Regions from separate parts of the Mus musculus genome. Here region 2 is linked to region 1. The links are chromatin contacts, called in public Hi-C maps. All regions are on one chromosome and are shown on one strand. Each heading gives the region's core, a stretch centred on a gene start, on an enhancer-like site or on the middle of the called end of the contact. The rest is flanking DNA. Distances are from core to core; before and after follow the strand shown. Region 1 holds the start of Nudt16 (nudix (nucleoside diphosphate linked moiety X)-type motif 16). Region 2 overlaps Nek11 (NIMA (never in mitosis gene a)-related expressed kinase 11).

Region 1 (6,854 bases), core at 3,910-6,409:
TGGTCTTATTAAGAAAGCCAACTAATACTGTAAAATTTGTTTCTCAACAAGGTTAATGGGAAGTCCACCTGCCCATTGGAATATGGTTCTAGGCTGGAGGTTGTTAATCCAAAATGGATGAAAATAAGACCACTACCACAATTTTTGAGCCAAGATTGAAGCAAGCTTTATTAAATATTGGCCAGAGCCAAGGATACTGTCTTGATAAAAGGGCTAGAAATTCTTCACCCAGGATTCCCAGAGTATGGCACCAAATTATAGGTAAAACCCACAAAGTATATACTTCCTGCCTTTGTTCAATCAGGGACAAGCATACATCCTGACTTACTTCCTGCCTATGTGTGATCAAGCACACATCCTGTGCAGTTGGAGCAACCAAGCTTGTTTACAAAAGCAAAAATGGCCCCCAGCATTCCAGGAAGTTATCTGTCCTTGGGCAAGTGGGGCTTATATGTTAGAGGCAATTTTGTTTTATAGATCTCCTAAGCACAGCAGTTTAAACTTAAAACATCACTTCAGCCATCACAGAGGCCCATGAGACGAGGCAGAGTACCCCCCCACACACACAAATATCATCTCAACTGTTGTAAAAAAAACAAAAAAACAAAAACAAAAACAAAACCCTCCCGCTTCCTCTCAGCACTCCAGTTCCTTCTGGGTACTCACCTGCAGCTTTCTTTTTTCAACAGTGTATTTCAATAATCTCTCACTTTGTCTGTGGGTGTTTTGGTGAATTCTCTTACCACCCATGTCCCCAGCTTACCATGTGCTGTTCCTCACAGTAGTAGTCATGACTCCCCCTTTTTTTTTTTTTACTTTATTTAGTTTTGAACTCAAACGTGCCCAAGTTCCGTGGCTTTATTAAATCCCAAAGCTCAGGGCTAGAAATTCTTCACAACACACCAAAGTACAGCACTGGAGACTTCCCATTCTCCAGAATGAGGAAAATAATTTTCACTTGTTCAGTTGTTGAGGCGGGGTTGGGAGTGGTTAACTACATCTCATCCTGAAGGGCCTCCTGCTAGGACCCCATGTCCCCAGTGGGCAAAGGGACTTCTTGTTGGGTAACAAATTTTGTATTAGATTTTTTTTTCTTGAGCCCAGTCATTGGAGGAAGGTTCCTTGCACTGTTAGTGGTTAGTCCTCAGAGATCTGTGTGAGGCTTCATGGGTCCTTGAGGGTAAGGTTCCAATTGACAGCAGCTCAGTTGTTAACATTGAAAATGTTGGTTTTGGCATTTTGTCTGCATAAGTGAGGATTGGATGCATCACACACACACACACACACACACACACACACACACACACACACACACACACACACACACACACACACACACTCATATATATATGAGCCATAAAGAGACCCAGGACCTGGAATGTGTTCTCAGAACGTCCAACAGCAGGGCTACCAGGGAACAGCTGGAAAGGTAAACTAGACCTGAAACTCCTGGCAGGAGAGTCTGAGGATGAGTTAATATCTTAATTTAGTACGGTATAGTTCTTAAAATAATGAGCCAGTTTTAAGGCGTTAATATTAACCAACGCTTTATTCAGATTCTCTTGGCTGTTACCTAATATCCTCATCTTTCTCAGATTTCAGGTGAGGCACATCTTTTGAGGTTCTCCTTTATTCCATAGGTACCTGTGGAAATTTTCATTTTTATTTTGATTGCCATAGATTGAATATTTATGTCCTCCGCACCAGTCCTTCAGTCCATATGCTGACATCCTAACCCCACATTGATATTTGGGGATAGGGGCCTTTGGGAGGGGACTATACTGAAATAACGCAGCCTTCATGAAAAGCATTAGTGACCTTGCAGGGGATCTGGAGAGCTCTCCAGAACCTTCTGAGATTTCAGCTACCAGGTGGCCTATGCATCAAGAACTGGGACCTCAGCAGACACCAAGTATGTCAGCCCCTTCGTCTTAGACTTCCAAGTCCCCAGAACTGTGTGAAATAAACTTTAGTTTGTAAGTCTTCCAGTCTGAGGAATTTTGTTCCAGTAACTCCAAGGAACTAAGACAATGCCTTGACAGTTTCAAGGATTACCTGTCAAATGGCGGAGGCTGGCTTGTTGCTTTCCTCAAAGTTTAGACCAGAGTTCTCTCCTTTGGGGGAGGGGAGACCTCAGGCAAAAGAGACATTATCATCACAACATATCTAGTCCCCTCTGTCAGTGTGACACAACAATGCTGGATGCTTACCTTGACACCATATGTAGCCCCCTCTGTCGATGTGACACACCTATGCCGGTTGCTGATCTTGATTGTCCCGCTAAGGTAGTGCTGGTTGATTTCACCCCCAAGCTACAAAGTTGCACTGTGGTTTTCTTCTTTTTGTACTGTTTACTCTTCGGAAGGAAGTTACTATGGAGCTCTGCTCTGCTGGAGGACAAAATAGCTGCTGAAATGATCTCTAAGTCTTCCAAGTGGAGGACCCTTTGCCGACCCTCAGCAGCTCATTCTGCATGTATCTGCATTCTAATATCAGGACAGGTATTTATTTTCTACTTTACATCATAAATAAATGAATAAACCAAAAGTAAAACCACGTTTGTTCTTCTGTTCCTCAAACTGGTTTTTGTTTTGAAAACTCAGCAGTGGCCTGTGGCTTTCTGTCTCAGAACAGTGCAGGGGTTCTCTTTTATTTGGGGGATTCTTTTTTTTTTTCTCTTTGAGGGAGGGCGTAAGGGTGGGATTGAGTTTCTTTCCTGACATCATAAGATGGTTGATGTTCACTGTATTTCACTGGGGATCTTTCTGGCTCTTCAGTGGAAGTTTTCTAAGGAGCATTGGTTTCTTTTGTTGGGCTATGATGTTATAAGCAAGTCCTGGACCCTAACTGAGTTGTTATCATCAGGCATCATGGGCTCTGTGGGCCTCTCAACTGACAGAGCAACGACAACAAGAACAAAAAAGTAAGGGGTTTATTAATCCTTGATGTAGGCATTCCCAATGCTGCTTTATGTAGATGCCTGTAGGGTTATATAGGCCAACTCAAACTCATATTAAGCTCATCCTGTTACTACAGAAAGTATAATAATTCTCTTCATTTGGAGGTGGCCCTTTTTAGTTATTATAGATTGGACCAAGATTTACAGTTTGTTTTATAAGAGTGGTAGTAATCATAGGTCTGATGTATACAATCCTGAACACCATATTTCTTATCACTCTGTTTGCATGAGGCTCTGTGTTAACTCTGTACAATACTGTAGCCCCGAGATAAGTCTGGTTTCTTTATAAATAAGGGGGGGGGCGCATGTAATTTGTTCGGGCTCCCTCACATCGGTCATGGTGGCTTTTCAAATGGTGTGTCTTTAAAAGCCAGGTTGGGAAGATGTCCTAGTCTATACATTCTCTGCCTTACAAGCATGAAGGTCTGAGTCTGGATCCTTAGCACCCCCACAAAAGCCAAGCATAGTGGGCGTGCCTGTAACTCTAGCACTGGGAGAAGGGGAGACGGGGGATCCCCAGAGTTTACTGACCAGATATTGTAGACCGTTAGTGAGCTCAGTGCATTAGTCACTTTCAAAAAATAAGGGGGGCTGGCAGTAGAGAGAGACACCCAGAGACACTCAGAATTGACCTCTGGCCTCCACACACATGTGAACATGAGCCTACGTGTCTTTTGAACACACATACATTTGTACATGCACATACACTGCACACATCCAGAAAACAAAACAAAAGAACCACCGTGTCCTCTTACTACCACCAGGAATTTTTTCTTGAAATTGGCCTGGGGTGGGGCTCTGGAATTGGAAGATATGAAGGGTTTTATAAGCTTCTTTCTTCTTCTTCTTCTTCTTCTTCTTCTTCTTCTTCTTCTTCTTCTTCTTCTTCTTCTTCTTCTCTTCTTCCTCTTCCTCCTCCTCCTCCTCCTCCTTCTCCTTCTTGTTGCCAGGTGATAATGTTTGACCAGGATGATTTGCCTGTCCCTTGGATGTTATCTGAGTAATGGCATCTGTATCGCACCTAACTCACCATGATGTGACTGCCTCAGTCAATGGCATCTCTGCCCTGCGACTCAGGGGACTGAGGCAAGATGTCCACAGGCTTTTCCTGATGGTGCCCTTATTCTTAGGATGCTGGCCTCAATCTTTGACATAAGACACAGCATCGAACCTCCACCCTCGAATCCAAGAATGGCTGCATTTACCATATGTCTGGCTCTGAGGAGAATTTTACTCCCATACTACGCTGGTTCCACCTCCACTAACAGGTCCTTAACTGGGAACCTGAGAGGGTTGAGTGGCTTCTACTAAAGTCACAAGCCTGTATCTGGGTGAGTTCTGAGCTCTACAACAAACTTTCAAGTCCAGGCTGTGACCTGAAGTCAGATCTTCTTTGAGTGTCACCTCTTCCCTTCCTTAAATACATACAGGTTCTTGATATATGGACTCAACTTCAGGTGGGGCAGCCTAGCTGAGGTGAAGGATCCTGAATGCCAGGATCTCAGCATTAGGCATTGAGTGTCCCCCATCTCTTTCCTATTTTTCTTCACAATTTAAAGTTCTGAGGGTATTTTAATTTACTCCTAGTGTGGTGGTGGTGGGGTGTCCTGTCTGACTCCTCCCCACTCTTTTCTGTGCTTTATTTCCTCAGCCAGCCACCCCTCCCCAATCTTACTGTGTGACCTGTGACATTTCCATGTCATTTTCCATGTACCAGGCGCCACATCACTACCCAGAGCCCACAGCCAATGCAGTTGGTTGTTGTAACCACATCCATTGGCCACTCCCCTTCCCCAAATGTGTTAGCTCTGTCCCTGTGCCCTCTTATAATCAGTCAATCCCCACATTTCCACCACTCAAGACTTGTTACACCCACCTCTCCTTTCCCCCATCACGCTAGGCTAGGAATAAGTTCTGAAGCCAGACTACCTTCCTCCCATCCCTAGACTCTTTGTTATGAACGGACCAACCCAGAACCGTTTTCTAAAAAATACGTTGTCCTTTGCACTGGCAGAACTCCTGCGTAAATTCTAACTCAGGTTCCAAAACACCTCCGGCCTGAGCCTGACCTTACCAAGCCTTCAGCCCCACCCTAGCCTAAGGGCCAATCCAGGGTGTCTTCGGAGCTCCTGAGAGACCCATCCTGATTGGCTGATGCGGAGTCTCGCAAAGCTCCGCCCCGAGGCGCTGGCCTCTGCAAGAACCCGGAAGTGCGAGCCTCGAGATGGAGGGGCATCGGAAAGTGGAGCTCAGCGAGGCCCTGGCGCTCGGGCCGGACTGGCGCCACGCCTGCCATGCGCTGCTCTACGCGCCCGACCCCCGCAAGCTGTTCGGCCGCATCCCGATGCGCTTCGCCGTGCTGGTGAGGACGCGTCATGCACGGCCGCTCCCCCGCCCCAGGGCTCGCGAGCCCGGGCCAACCATCATACCCTCCTCCCCCAGATGCAGATGCGCTTTGACGGGCGCCTGGGCTTCCCTGGCGGCTTCGTGGACGCGCAGGACAGCTGCCTGGAGGACGGGCTGAACCGGGAACTGCGCGAGGAGCTGGGCGAAGCGATGTCTGCCTTCCGCGTTGAACGCTCTGACTACCGCAGCTCACACATCGCGGCCAGACCGCGCGTGGTGGCCCACTTCTATGCCAAGCGCCTGACTCTGGAACAGCTGCAGGCTGTGGAAGCCAGGGCACCTCAAGCCAAGGACCATGGGCTGGAGGTGGGACCAGCCTGGGATCCACTCCAGCTCCAGTCTGTCCTCCCCCAATCCCCTTACCGAGAAAAGCCACTGGGTGGAGGAGATTTTGACCCTCCGACTTTGAATTCTTTCAAGTGGCATGAACTAGTTGGGATCTTGGTCATCTCCAGGCTAGATAATACCACCTACTCGGCCACCTTTAGCGGCCCCTGCAGAGAGCTTTTTAGAACACACATCCAAAGGTCTCTCCAGCTCTATGCTAGTGCACATGATACCCTAAGCTCTTGACTTTGGGTTCATATTTCCCTTAAGCAGACAGTGAGTCTAATGCTAGGGACGCCTGTGTGTAGAGGTGACCCTGAACCTGGGAGTGAGAGCGCTATTAAAACTGATTAGTGCGCACACTTTGACAGTGTTTAGACTGAACAGTCCATTGGAATCACTTGAGTTGGGTAAGGATGTCAGAGGAATACTTGGGTATTTGCATTTTTCTTGAGCACCCAAGTGCTACCTATACAGTGGTGTGAGTTCTGAGTTTTGAAATACTGCTACAGCCAGGCATGCCTCCTGGAGGCCGTCGCCAGTAAGGGTGAGGAAAAGGATGGAGAAGGATTGGCACGGATGGAGCTTGGAACCCAGCGTGGCTCACTTGTCCACAGAGTTTGGCTCTCTAAGCTCTCCTGAGGTGTGATTATTAGGCCCGGTTCTGCTTGGCTCTTCTCTGGAGAGTTCTGTTCCAAGGTAGATAAGGTAATGTGTTGAGGTTCTTGAGGTCCCACTTGTCCGATGTCTCCTTTTCATAGGTGCTGGGCCTGGTGCGGGTACCCCTGTACGTCCTCCGTGATGGTGAGGGAGGCCTGCCTGCCTTTCTGGAGAATTCCTTCATTGGAGCTGCCCGAGAGCAGCTACTAGAAGCCCTTCAGGACTTGAAACTTCTGGATCCTGGCATTATTGCAAAACTAAAGATCCCAGATTCTAAGTAGAATCGGACCAGCATGGACCCCTGGAACCCAGAGGGCCTTGGTATGAGGGAGGGAAGGACAAGTGGTCTCTCTTTGGGGTATAAAGGATTGTAGGTGGTGCCAGATTAGCAACAGGGAAGGATATGCACTGTTTTCAACGGAACACCTTGTCTGGTGGCATTAGGGATAAAAGGCCTTTGTAGTATCCCAGAGTCCTGCCTTATACATGGACAAACAGCCTG
Region 2 (6,591 bases), core at 2,850-5,349, 240 kb before region 1:
CTGTAATCTGTAGGCAGAGGCCAAAGGATTGGGGAGGGGTGTCACTGACCAAGTGCTCAGTTCCAGGTTCAGTGAGAGACCCTGTCTCAAAATTAAGATGGAGGACAATGAGGGAAGACACCAATGCTGACCACTGGGCTCTACATGTGCAGACACAGGCTAGTGTGCCTGCACGCGCGCGCGCACACACACACACACACACACACACATGGGGTGGGGAGAGACAGACAGACAGAGACTAGAAGATGGGTTAGTGACAGACATTCAGCATTACTTATGGAATGAAGGATTTGGTCCTTCAATATGGATTGAATTTAACCTATTGAATTTTAAGTAGGGTCTTTCTTTAAAATAGTTGAATGCTGAGTTTATTGAAAGGATAAATAAATACTGAAAGAGTTCTGAAAACCGAGAGCAATAGATAATTTCCTCCAGTAAAGCTTACTTTGGCATTGTTCTGCACCAGTGTGCATGTGTCTGTGTGTCTGTCTATGCAAGCACACACGTGTGCATGTGAGTTTGTGTGTATGTACCTATGTGAGCCTGTGCTTGCCTTCTTGAATCTGTAGTTTTTCAGTTTGCTACTAGTTCCATTGGCAAAGCTGTGCTGAGCTCATACCAAGCCCAGGGTTCTGATGGAGGAAGGGGTTGGGGCTAATACTTCCTTACACTAGAAGTGCCCGGAGGGAATTTGTACTTCATGAAAATGCGGAAAGTGTTTCTATGGCTCCTCCTTGAGAGGCTCACACAGAGAGAGGCATTAACTGTAACTACCCCCACCTCAGCAGCCAGGGCTGATGCAGGGGTGTCCCCTCAGCAGCTGCCTCTGGCTCCTCTTAAGCCATTAAGCAGACTCCCTCCAGGATTCCTTAGAAACTGTGTGCCTGCCTGAATAATTTATCACACGACAATCAATTATTCATAACTCATTATTACAACTGAACTAAAACCTAAAGGTGGAATCTGTCTGCCACTTATGAATATCCAAGAGATAATAATCAAGATACCGCGGTCGAGTTGATGTCCTCGCCAGCCCCTCTGCCTGCTCATTTCTCTGAAGGGATTCCAAAGAGAACAGCCTGTGAGATGGAATCAGGATTCATTAAAGTGACAGTCACCAACCCCCCCCCCTCTGGTCCTCACGCTGTCTGTCTTTTGAATTCTGGCCTCATTACACCTACAAATAAAGTCTTAGTCTGAGGAAATATAGAAGACATTTATAGCTCTTTTGGTTTATGAAATCATTTTGAGGAACTCCATAGAGATATTAAAGTTGCCTATAAACTGTCATTTCTGAGGCAAAATAATAATGGGTTTCATTATAACACTTCATTCATGCATACAATGTATTTTGATCACATTGAGCCCTCTTTACTCTCTCTTGCCCTCCTCTTAGTCCCGCTGTCTTCCACCTTTTCCAATCCCCCTTCTGTGTTCATATCTTTTGTTCTTTTTAATGACCCAATCAATTTGATTAGAGTTCTTATAAGCATCTTTCTAAGAGATTATTTTAAGAGCACAGTGACTAGCTCAGCAGTGACCACCCCACTGAAGAAAGTGCTTCTCTGTCCTATAGTGACTGATAACTGTATATAGATCTGGGGGTACCTAGTGAGCCCGTCCATACTCTGTGACAGTATGTTTCCTAAGCCAGTCTTGTGCAGTCCTTAAGCAGGTATTCACAGCTAGTGTGTTAGAGAGTGCTGGCCTACTTTAAAGTGCTCTGAGTGCGTATCTTCCACACCAGACCATATACAGTGTTCCAGAATGCAGGCCTTATGAGGTTAATGATATACTATTTAAAAGAGCATAGGTTTATTTTAAGGCAAATGTGAATATGCCATGAAGCAGAGTAAAAGTTTGTGTGTTTTTTAAATTTAATTTTTAATAGGTTATACAGCTTCATGGTTCATATAAAAAGTAGATTGTAAAAACAACAACAACAACAAAACAAAACAAAACAAAACAAAACAAAACCCCTCACCTCATTCCCATCCTCCATTTCTCAAATTTGCACACATTCCCGCCACCACAGAGCTGCTATTGGGAGTTTCCTGAGCGAGAGAATGGAGAGATGGCTCAGTGGATACGTGCTTGAAGCAAGTAAGTAAGAGGGCCAGAGTTTGGAGGCCCAGATTCAGGAGAGTCTGTAACTCCACTGGAAGCATCTCAGCAAGCCTGGCTCATAGGGCTGGGGCTAGACCAGATCTCATGCTGACGCCCTAGGTCGGTCCTCCCCCTTCTCCGTTTCTGTCTCTGTCTGTCTATCTTTCTGTCTCTGCTTATCCATCTGTCTCTGTCTCTTTCAGTGTCTCTGTGTGTCTGTCTGTCTATTCCACATGCAAACACACACAATACACAATTCACACACACACACAAACACACACACAGTGCACACTTCTAACTGTAGTGTTTTGGAGGTTGGAGCAGGTAGATTGCAGGTCAGCCTGATTGGCCTGTCTCAAAACAAAACAAGACTCAAACCAAATCTAAAAAGAAAAAAGGAATTTATGAATATGGATGCTCCCAGAACTGATTCATATATGCATGAACAGCTTCAGAATACGGGGTCTTATTTTCCATTTCTCCCTTATGATAATTTCTAGCATATTGCATATTTGTATTTGGTTCTTTTCATATGTCAAAACATCTAGGACGTCTGTCCATGTTGTACATGGGGAACACCCCATTCTCCCATTCTTCTTTTTAAAGTAGATATGTTAAGTAGTATGTTCCATGGTAAGATTGAAGATTGAAGATTCCTATTGCTGTTCGTTTTGGACTGTTTTAAATCTTTGGTTATTGCAAATACTGCCACAATGAGTAAGCCTGAACATCTGTCATTTCATAAATATGTCAGTTTCTTGCATGAGATTTTAAGGTAAAATATGAGATTTTGGGGACGTGCCCTGTCAGTGCTATTCCGGGGGGATGAGCTAATCCTCAGCTGTTAGGGGTGCTAGCTGAAGAGCCCTGCTAGGGACTGCTACTGGGCCTGGTGACAGGATCAATTTTTAGTCTCTGAAATGACTCCTCTTTGAAGTGAGGGTGACAACAGCTGTTTTGCTGTCCTCTGCTTGTCTGGTTATATAAGAAAAGGCACAAATCTGGTGGCACATTATGTATAAGCAGAGACCACATAAAACTTGCAGACATTTGTTCCACTGTGACGTTTAGAGCAGTAAGTTTTCAGAACCATCTCGGTGTCTGTCTTGTGACCTTCGTCTCCAGAGCGCCAAACACTGTTGTTTGGGAAACACTGGTAGATTTCCTATTTTAAAAACAGTTCCACAGGGAAACACAGCTGTAAGACCCTGGGTTCTATAAAGGTAAAGCAGACCCCTCTCTGAGGGGCTCCTCAGAAACTTAGATCTACTGAGGCAAGGCGTGGCTCAAAGACCTCCATGGAACCCACAGCAATTCCCAGACGCATTTGACCTGATAGCTGGCCCTCCAACCCAGGCCTGTGAACACTGGTAAACTGAGGAGCTTTGCCGCGGGTTCCTGACAGTGCTGGACATCGTGGTGAGATCAGACCCCAGACACACACAGTGTTGCTGAAGATGGAGTCAGAGAAATAAGAATGCAAGTCCTGTTTTAAAGGTAGTCATGGTGAACAGCAGATGGTGGTAAAGCGACATGCAGATCAGCTATCATCACCTGGCAGGATTTCTAATGGCAACACATTAATTCAAGGTCCAAAATGTCTTTATTTAATTAAGATTTACCAATACTTTATTTAGTTTTACTGACTAAATGAATGAAAGGCTAAACGTGGGTCATTAACATACTCTTAATTTCTTTCTAGGAAAAGCAGAGATCAGCTGAGAAATGAGCTTGGCGAAATCTTTTTAACTTCATGGACCATTTTCTATGGGGTGGGATAGATTTGTGTGGTCATGCCCTGAGGGTATTAGATGGAGGCTCCTATTTTATGTGTATGCACTGATATATGTGTGCTCTCATCCTTGAAAGAAAAGCAGAAGCCTCCACTGTCCACAGGAAGGGCAGAGAGCAGCGACAGTCCTATAGCAAGCGCCTAACTGATGCTGCTAAGGATACTCTGAGATCCTAGTGATGAAGCAATCATGTCAGTTAAACAGACACATAGCCTGAGAATGCAGTGGCCACTGGGGTGACACACCAAGATCTCATAAAGGCTGGGAGCGATATGTCTCACTTCCATTCCTTTTATGGAAGAAAATACCGAGAGCCATGCAGGAGGAACGACAGATGGCTTTAGAACTCAGGGAATGCAAACCACAGGCTACCACAGCCTCACGGGTGGGTCTCAGTGTGGTAAAGCCCAAATACCATGTACCTTGAGGACGCCATGCTGTTGTGGAGTTCTGCTGTTTGCTGCCCTCACATCCCTCTTAATCTAAGAATTATATGAAAATTCAAAGGGGCTTCCAGTCCCTCGCTGGGCAGTACCTCTGGCACTCACAGTGCTAATGCCTGATCTCTCTCTGGCATTGCTGCTGGAGCAGGTTATGGTTCTATCACGGCCTGGAGAAGAACTTTGACATGTAGATTGTCAGCAGTGACCACCACCACCCTTAGAAAACATTTGGAAAGATAAAGTTGTTAGTGAAGCTAGGTTGAGATGTTTTTACTACTGGCTCAACTCTTAGGGAACAATATGAAGTTCAGAAAGGCACATGCTCATTAAGTTAAGCTAGGGACCCTTTATGGTCAGGAACAAAAACAATGGCAGTGCTGGCCGACATGACTTGCACTGAGGCTGGACTGGTGATGATGGATTTCTTAAACCCAGTTTTTTTGCCCCAAGCTTCCTGATAGGATTTATTAAGAGTTGCTGATGAGTAGATATGCATTCTGAAGATTTAAGGTAGATATGACTGATTTTTATATAAAAACATAGATTTCTGGCTCTTTTATGATTCTTACAAGATTACTTTTAAAGATAAATATGATAATTACTCTTTTCTTTTTAACTGCAAATTGCTGCCTGCCAGTAAGAGAAACTGGCAGAGAAAACTGCCTTGCTTGCTTACATGTTGTTAATCTAAAACAAGTTACTTGGTTAGGAATGTTTGTGGGTTTGGAAAATAATTTGTTTTCTTTACATGTACAATGTAATGTTATTTCCTGTAAAGGTATTGGGGAACACACTGGTTTTTCATAATCATTCACTAGAAGAAAACTAAAACATAATCACATTGTAATTGTATATTGCTTAAAAGAGTTTGCTGGGATATATAAGAAAGAATAATGGATAGTGTAGCCGTTTCACCCATCCACCAACTATGTGTGTATGTGTAAGGTTTGTGTGTCTGTTCCTTCCACCTATCAACTCTGTGTGTGTGTGTGTGTGTGTGTGTGTATGTAAGTACATGTGTAAGGTTTGTGTGTCTTGTGTGTCTGTTCCTTCCACCTATCAACTCTGTGTGTGTGTGTGTGTGTGTGTGTGTGTATGTACATGTGTAAGGTTTGTGTGTCTGTTCCTTCCACCTATCAACTCTGTGTGTGTGTGTGTATATGTATGTATGTACATGTGTAAGGTTTGTGTGTCTGTTCCTTCCACCTATCAACTCTGTGTGTGTGTGTGTGTGTGTGTGTGTGTGTGTGTATGTACATGTGTAAGGTTTGTGTGAATGAGGGGTGGGGCATACATTGACTATGTGTATGTATAAGGCTTGTGTGTCTTCTGGGTTGGAACACTGTTCCTTCCATCCATCAGGTGTGTGTACGTATGTATACATGTAAAGCTTGTCTGAGTGTGTATTGGAGCTTGCTCCACACACCAATGGTGTATGTGTATGTATGTATGTGTGTATGTATGTATTTATGTATGCATGTGTAAAATGCTTGGAACCTGATTGCTCTAACCATTCTATGTGAAAATGTGTACATGTCCATCTGTAGGTCTGTATACGTGTGTGTGTGTGTGTGTGTGTGTGTGTGTGTGTGACATGCATGTATATTTGTGTGTATGAAGTTATTGAACTCTGCTTTTGTTTCATCCACTCAGCAGGTGTGTGTGTGTTTATGTGTGTGTGCAGGTGTGAATTTTCTCTTTCCTTCTCTTTCTCTCTGGCCCCAAGGGGTTAAAAGAGTTCATAATTTTTATGCTGGCCACAGGAGTGCCAGCCCCAGTAAATTAATCTCTGTTCCCTCAGAGAAACCCGGCTGGGTAACGTCTCTAATCGCCAGCTGCCTTTGGCAGCAGCCCCTGTAGGTATCTGAATTCACCCTCATCGGCAGCTCTAAGCACTGAGCCCCAACAGCTGCCTGCTTCAGTGTACCCTCTGGAGCCAAAGCCGGTCTCTGTCAAGAAAGTGTAGCACAGGGCAATGAAAAGTGTGAAATACTTTAAATAGTCACATTTAACAAGACAGAATATAATGTTTTAAATATACTATTAATGAGAGAATTGTAAGATTACTATAAATTTTAATTCACAGCGTTGTTACATTGTGAGTAGTCTAGAAATGGGGCACCCACTTGAATGTGTGCAGTGAACGGCTTTCAGATTGTCAGTGTGTGTCTATGACAGAGGGTATATCCTGGGTTACAGGTCTTGTTAGGAATGAGCACTGGGGGCATAGTGAGATGACACAGAAGGGA

What was found. A called contact is a pair of places that touch in the nucleus more often than the background predicts.
Region 2: a contact with region 1 is called in a Hi-C map of cortical neurons, with 2.8 times the contacts expected there. The contact joins the enhancer-like site here to the promoter of Nudt16 in region 1. A contact is called at or near these places in 4 of 39 promoter capture datasets (the C10 cell line, embryonic stem cells, hippocampal neurons and 1 more), 1 of 15 datasets of contacts at CTCF or cohesin (stem cell-derived epiblast-like cells), 32 of 484 Hi-C or Micro-C datasets (B cells, the C2C12 cell line, the G1E-ER4 cell line and 21 more) and 9 of 115 datasets of contacts at active chromatin or transcription factors (Th17 cells, astrocytes, embryonic forebrain and 6 more).

The regions. Positions count from the first base shown.
Region 1 is chr9:105,130,110-105,136,963 of GRCm38.p6, reverse strand. Nudt16 (nudix (nucleoside diphosphate linked moiety X)-type motif 16) reads left to right here and starts at 5,159. Exons shown (of 3, transcript NM_029385.2): 1 at 5,159-5,321; 2 at 5,402-5,671; 3 at 6,454-6,854. The coding sequence starts at 5,184. The coding sequence ends at 6,633.
Region 2 is chr9:105,374,194-105,380,784 of GRCm38.p6, reverse strand. All of the region lies in intron 2 of Nek11 (NIMA (never in mitosis gene a)-related expressed kinase 11), which reads left to right. Among named protein-coding and RNA genes, the nearest start is that of Nek11, 18 kb to the left of the region's middle. Within about 2 kb of position 4,099, at least 22 of the 459 cell types and tissues checked have an H3K27ac peak or open chromatin away from gene starts, as enhancers often do. A contact at or near this core is called in the C2C12 cell line, adipose-derived mesenchymal stem cells, cortical neurons and 4 more, where this site is marked.